2 separate regions of the Pan troglodytes genome follow, and region 2 is linked to region 1. The links are chromatin contacts, called in public HiChIP or PLAC-seq maps. All regions are on one chromosome and are shown on one strand. Each heading gives the region's core, a stretch centred on a gene start, on an enhancer-like site or on the middle of the called end of the contact. The rest is flanking DNA. Distances are from core to core; before and after follow the strand shown.

Evidence for each region. HiChIP or PLAC-seq counts read pairs in DNA pulled down with a chosen protein or histone mark.
Region 2: an H3K4me3 HiChIP or PLAC-seq map of stem cell-derived excitatory neurons shows a contact between it and region 1, with 2.2 times the contacts expected there. The contact joins the promoter of UBQLN1 here to the promoter of IDNK in region 1. A contact is called at or near these places in 1 of 7 Hi-C or Micro-C datasets (stem cell-derived neural progenitor cells) and 1 of 1 datasets of contacts at active chromatin or transcription factors (stem cell-derived excitatory neurons).

The regions. Positions count from the first base shown.
Region 1 is chr11:74,081,157-74,083,909 of NHGRI_mPanTro3-v2.0_pri, reverse strand. It overlaps IDNK (IDNK gluconokinase), which reads right to left and starts at 1,383. Exons shown (of 4, transcript XM_024345681.3): 1 at 146-1,383. The coding sequence starts at 598. The region is part of intron 1 of FRMD3 (FERM domain containing 3); the gene reads left to right.
Region 2 is chr11:74,167,431-74,170,183 of NHGRI_mPanTro3-v2.0_pri, reverse strand. UBQLN1 (ubiquilin 1) reads left to right here and starts at 1,313. Exons shown (of 11, transcript XM_009456778.4): 1 at 1,313-2,162. The coding sequence starts at 1,983. It overlaps LOC107976692 (histone-lysine N-methyltransferase SETMAR), which reads right to left and starts at 1,843. Exons shown (of 2, transcript XM_016961027.4): 1 at 1,511-1,843.

The DNA.
Region 1 (2,753 bases), core at 134-2,633:
CCGCGGGCCTCGGTTTCTTCATCTGCAAAGGGAAGGGTGGGGGGTCCCCAAGACCCCAGTCCACCGGCAGGGACGGCGACGCGTCCGGCCTCCGCCGCGCCCGCAACACCTGTCCCGGGCGCCCCCCGCCCTCTCCCGGACCTACTTCCCCGAGCCGCTCACGCCCATCACCAGCAGCGCGCCCGGCGCCGCCATGACCCAAGCTCGGCTCCTTCCCGTCGCCTTCCGGGCCCCGCCGGCCCCGGCCTACCCGGCGCTCGAGGGGCGGAGCCGCTCTCGCCCCGGCCGGGGCAGTGAGGGCCGTGTCCCTCTGCGCCCTCCCCGTTTTCCCGCGCCCCTTTTCCATGCTTTCCGCCTCCCTTTCCCAACCTCCCGGCCTCTCTCTCCTGCCCCTTCTTTTCCTCTCCCCTCCCCTCCCTCGTTCCTCTTCCCGGAAGTGAAGCGCGCGCCCGGCCTGGCCCTCGCGTCTCCCTGGGCTGGAGGGAGCCGCCCAAAGCCCCGCCACCTGTCGTTCTACTGCCCCGGCCCCTCTTGGTTCCAGAGGAGCCTCAACCTGGCAGGCCGGATCCTCATCCACCCATGGAAAGCATTCATTCATTCATTTATAAAAATGTTCTTGTAAAAAGAATAAACAGAAAATAAGACTCATAATTTCCCACACCAGGCAGCAATAAGCAGCACTTCCTAAAACGACTCCCCTTTCCCCGCGCCCCGTCGTAGATAGATGGGTATGAGTATTTTGTAAAACTGGGATCAGGCCGTACACAGCGTTTTGTAATCTGGCCTTTTGTCACAATAATAAATGGCGGCCATCTTTTGGTGTCAAACTTAGGGTTGAGTGTTGACCGTAGCAGCATATGTCATGGCTGTATGGCTCTGCTGTTAAATCCAGCACTGGTTGGGGCTTTAAGAGGAAGGAGCACCACTTTAAAGTGTCCGTTTGCTTTAAAACAATGTTAATTATGTGTCGTTTGAACTATTTGATTAAAAGCACTTCTAACCGCATTTGGCATCACCTCCTTTGGTCTTTTGTTAACCAAGGTAGGTATTACTCTGTGTCCTAGAAAACAATAAAAGTGACATTATAGCATTTATCTAATGAATAGTTCAATTACCCCTGCACTGCCTTTGTTTTTCATATACTTAGCCTGAGTAGGTGAGATTTCAATCCGGATGGGGGCTGTACAGGTGAAGAAATTGAGGCTTGGAGAGAGGTCTTACAATTCAGTTATGGTCAATACACATTTCTTGAACATCTACCATGTGCTGGTTAATATAATATTAATATTCATTTAAAAGATTACCCTCTAGGCATTCTCAAGCGTGATAAGAGGAATAGATGTGTATGCAAATACTCTAACTCGTGCCCTGCTTCGCTAGCTCAGTATGAAAAAAAAAAAGCTCATATTTCTTTCAATGTTCAAATCAGAATGATTAGCAGAAAATCTGATTCTTCTCCTTGGATTTCTTTCCCCAGACATGTCCAAGGATCTTAAACTTGCTGTGCTGCTCAGGGTGGTGGCAGGAAACAGCATGCTCAAATTGGGGCAGGTGAACAGGATTTAACAAAGGGACTGTTTGTACAGGTGTGGGTAGGGTCAGAAAAAGCAACTAGGGGCAGAGTCCACATCTGAGTAACCGAGAAGTGTTTTCACTCTTAAATAGAAAGGGGCTGATGAGAGGGAGCCTTTATATGGGAAGGGAAGAGAATGGAAGGAGAGAGACAGAGAGAATAGACCATATAGAAAGAAGTGTCTGACAGGACTGTAGCCTTAGGAAGAGAGAGAGAGACATTCCTTGTTGACCCAGCAGAAAAATAATCAGGAGAATAAATAACCTCCCCTCCCCTCCTCTTGCCCTGTGATCTCCTGCTCGTGGCCAAACCCCACCAACCAAACCCAATTGGAAGGTGGAGAGCTAGGGAGTCCAGCGGTGCCCATGCATGCCAATTTCCTGGGCTCAGAGCAGGGAAGAGAAGGGTGGAGATTGTATCTGGAGGTACCAATGAAAGATACCCAGCATGCCAGTGTCAGTGAAACTCTGTGCCTGCTTCCAGGACAGCGGAACTTCAAAGGTGCCCCTAAGAGCTGAATTCCACGTTTTTTTTTTGCTTTCCAAAGAGTGCCACCTGCTGGTCCTGGTTGTCTCGGTGCTTCCCAGCTGTTACTATGTGGCAACCCAGATGCTGAATATTGGTCTGGTTTTAGGTCCTGTCTACTGCAAGAACTGTTGTACTGAGGCACATGGTACTCTGGAAACCCCGAGTCCCTAGCGAGGCACAGCTTCTTGCATGCGTTTCTATAGTCACTCAAGTCCAGATCACCCCCAGATTCTGGACAGCATGTACTGTAAGTCTCAAACAGAAATGGCAGTGCTCCTGTATGAAGCTGACCATTTCCACAGCGGTTAAACAGAGCTCAGTGACGAGCACCTTAATGCGCACAGGCACTTCCCTGGGAGGCAAATCATCCACAAAGATGGCTGGGTTGGGACAGATATTCACATACCAGGAGCCTCACAGCTCTGATATGTCTAATTGAGAAGAGTTTGGATCTTCCCCCTTTCCCTTCCAGGAGAGTCCTTGATCCCAGTTTAATTCTGAGAGTTCAAATAGATGCATGAAAGAGCTTAAAGGTCAAATCCCAGGTCTTAGCCAAGTAGCTTGTTACACTTTCTTCTGGAAGTAATGGCTGTATACTTGCTTCACATCTTCATAATTAAAAGTGGCCACTTGAAAGATCCAGAACAAAGTT
Region 2 (2,753 bases), core at 64-2,563, 86 kb before region 1:
TAATTGCAAAGTCCATAAATGCAGGGAGACAGACAGACACACACACACACACACACACACACACACACGGTATTTGTTGGAGAATCAAGGGAAAAACCGTATCTCTAAATGGTAGGGAGTGAAGTCTTCCTGGGGCATGTGATACAGGATGAGTAGAAGTTAGACAGGTGAAGGCAAGGGGAAAGTCATTCTAGGTAGAGGAAGGCAGCCTAGGCAAAGCATGCAGGTAAGACACAGCATGACAGGGAAAAACAGGTAATGAGGAGCTAATGAAGTTGAGGAGAAATTTTATTTAGACATATGGAAGAAATTCCAAATGATTGGTTATCCAGTTGTGGCACTTTCTAGCTTTAGAAGCAGTGATTATCTCACACCTGGACATAACCAAGTAGTCATCCTTCATTAAGCAGAAGGCCTTGTTATTGAGCCATGCTGCCAGAAATTTAGGTGATATTAAATGATGTCTATACTGAAATCGATACCCTCAGAATTCTCTTAGACCCAGAGTCCATAGAGCTCTGCTAAAAAGTCGTGTTTATGTAACAGTATTTATTCTCAGAACAGGGTTGGACGGCTTAGGAGCAGAAACGCAGAATGTATCTTTGCGGATTTGGGTCACAGTGGGCTGTCAGGATTTAAATTGTGCAACATTGATTAATAATGGGCTGGTTTGTACATTCCTTGCAAGTCATCTTTAAAAGCCAATGACGTCATTTCAAATTAGGATTCTCAGAGATAACTTCTCTCTGTATTACACTGAAAATAATTTTGGAACTATCCTTAATGCCACTTAAAGCCTGAAATTGACCAGTAACTTAATTTGATAGAATATAAGGCGAACACCTCAACTATATTAAATTGTCCCATTTGGGTGGACACTCCTCGGGCACCCTGTTCCGCCCTACACACAGATAATCTGGGGGCGCTCGCGCACAGCTGTCATCGTAGCAGCAGAGGCCACTGTCAATACAGGTCGCCTGACTGATCGTCTGACCAAACCGGGCTAACCCGAGGGCGGTAAATAAGCTCTGGCCATGAAGCAATGACTCCGCAGGATTGCGCAGGGCAGTCACGGGCGTTTACTCCATTTTCTGTTCGTTGTGCTGAGGCCTTTCCACCATTAACTTACCCCAACTCCCCCGCATAGGGCAATACGACCCCTCCAAATATCAAACGCTAAGCATATTAAAATAACAAAATACCTCGCCGCTATTTTATCACGAGACCCTCCTCCCAGCGGGGAACGCAGAGTAGACAGAGAGGCAAGGGAGGGCAAGGCGATTGTGACAGCGCGGAGGGGTGAACACGGCCCAGCTGGGCATGAGGTAAGGTGGGGAGACTACCTGGACAGCAAGCGCGCAGGCGCAGCCGCGGCCGCAGGGCCCACTGGTCCCTTTCTAGTAATTTCGCTAACCGTGACGTCATCTCGGTGCGCCGTTACAGCGCTTAACTGGAACCTGCGATTTAGTTTTTGGTGAAAGGAGTGGGAAAAAACCATGAACTGACCTACCCCGCCCCATTTTGCTTTTAGTCCTTCACACTGGCTTCGCCTGCACTTTGGGCAATGGAGCGGGAAAGGAAAAGGCACGCAGGCTGAGCTCAAAGTCGCGCCAGCCGGGGATGACTCGGCGACGCCGCCAGGCGCGTTACCCGGCGTGCTCCGCGCGGCGCCGGCGAAGGGACGTGGGGGAAGGGGCAGGGAGGAGGAAGCGGTGGCTGCTGCGGATGTCGGTGTGAGCGAGCGGCGCCTGAACACACGGCGGCTGCCGAGCGCCTGACCCGGGCCTGCGCCAGAGCCTGCACCGAGCTCCGGGGCCCCACACCCGCTACGGTGGCCCTGCGCCCGTTGCTACTGAGGCGGCGTGCTCTGCATTCTTCGCTGTCCAGGCCTGCCGGCTCTGGTGTCTGCTGGCTCCTCCTTGCTCGCCTGCTCCCTCCTGCTTGCCTGAGTCACCGCCGCCGCCGCCGCCGCCGCCACAGCCATGGCCGAGAGTGGTGAAAGCGGCGGTCCTCCGGGCTCCCAGGATAGTGCCGCCGGAGCCGAAGGTGCTGGCGCCCCCGCGGCCGCTGCCTCCGCGGAGCCCAAAATCATGAAAGTCACCGTGAAGACCCCGAAGGAAAAGGAGGAATTCGCCGTGCCCGAGAATAGCTCCGTCCAGCAGGTGAGGCCGCCTGGGGCTCGGGCCGGGATGGGGGTGGCGGCAGGACCTCCGCCCGCCGCCCCAGGAGACCTTTTGGAAGAGCCTGGGAGAGGGGTCGTCCTCGGCCATTCTCCCGGGCGTCGTCCCAAATTAGATCACACCCAAGTTCGTGGGTTTGCGCCTTGGGACACCGCAATGGTTTGTGGCGTGGCGGCGCGGCCTGTTTGTGGGACGGGCCGATGCCGCTTTTCTCGGAGCCTGCCTTCTCTGGTATCCGCCGACCCTCAGCCTCCTCCCCCAGTTCCCCGCCCTCCGTCGCCTCCCCTCCAACTCCTCACAAAGGAAAGGGACCCACCGCCAGGCTCCGGGCGGGGTGGAGGCTGGGCGGGGGCGAGGGTTCGCTTTAGCTCAGGCTGCGGTTTTGTTTCATGAATTAAAAAGGGGTAGGTGGGATCCTCGTTGTTTTACGTGCCTGCTTGTTAAGGTGGGTTTTGGGGTGAGGTGCACGTGTATATTTAGTTCTGCATTTTAACTCCTGAAATCTTTCCCACCTTGCAACCTTTAAAAAAAAATTATGACGTAGAAACTGTTTTTAGCTCCATCTTAAGTAAT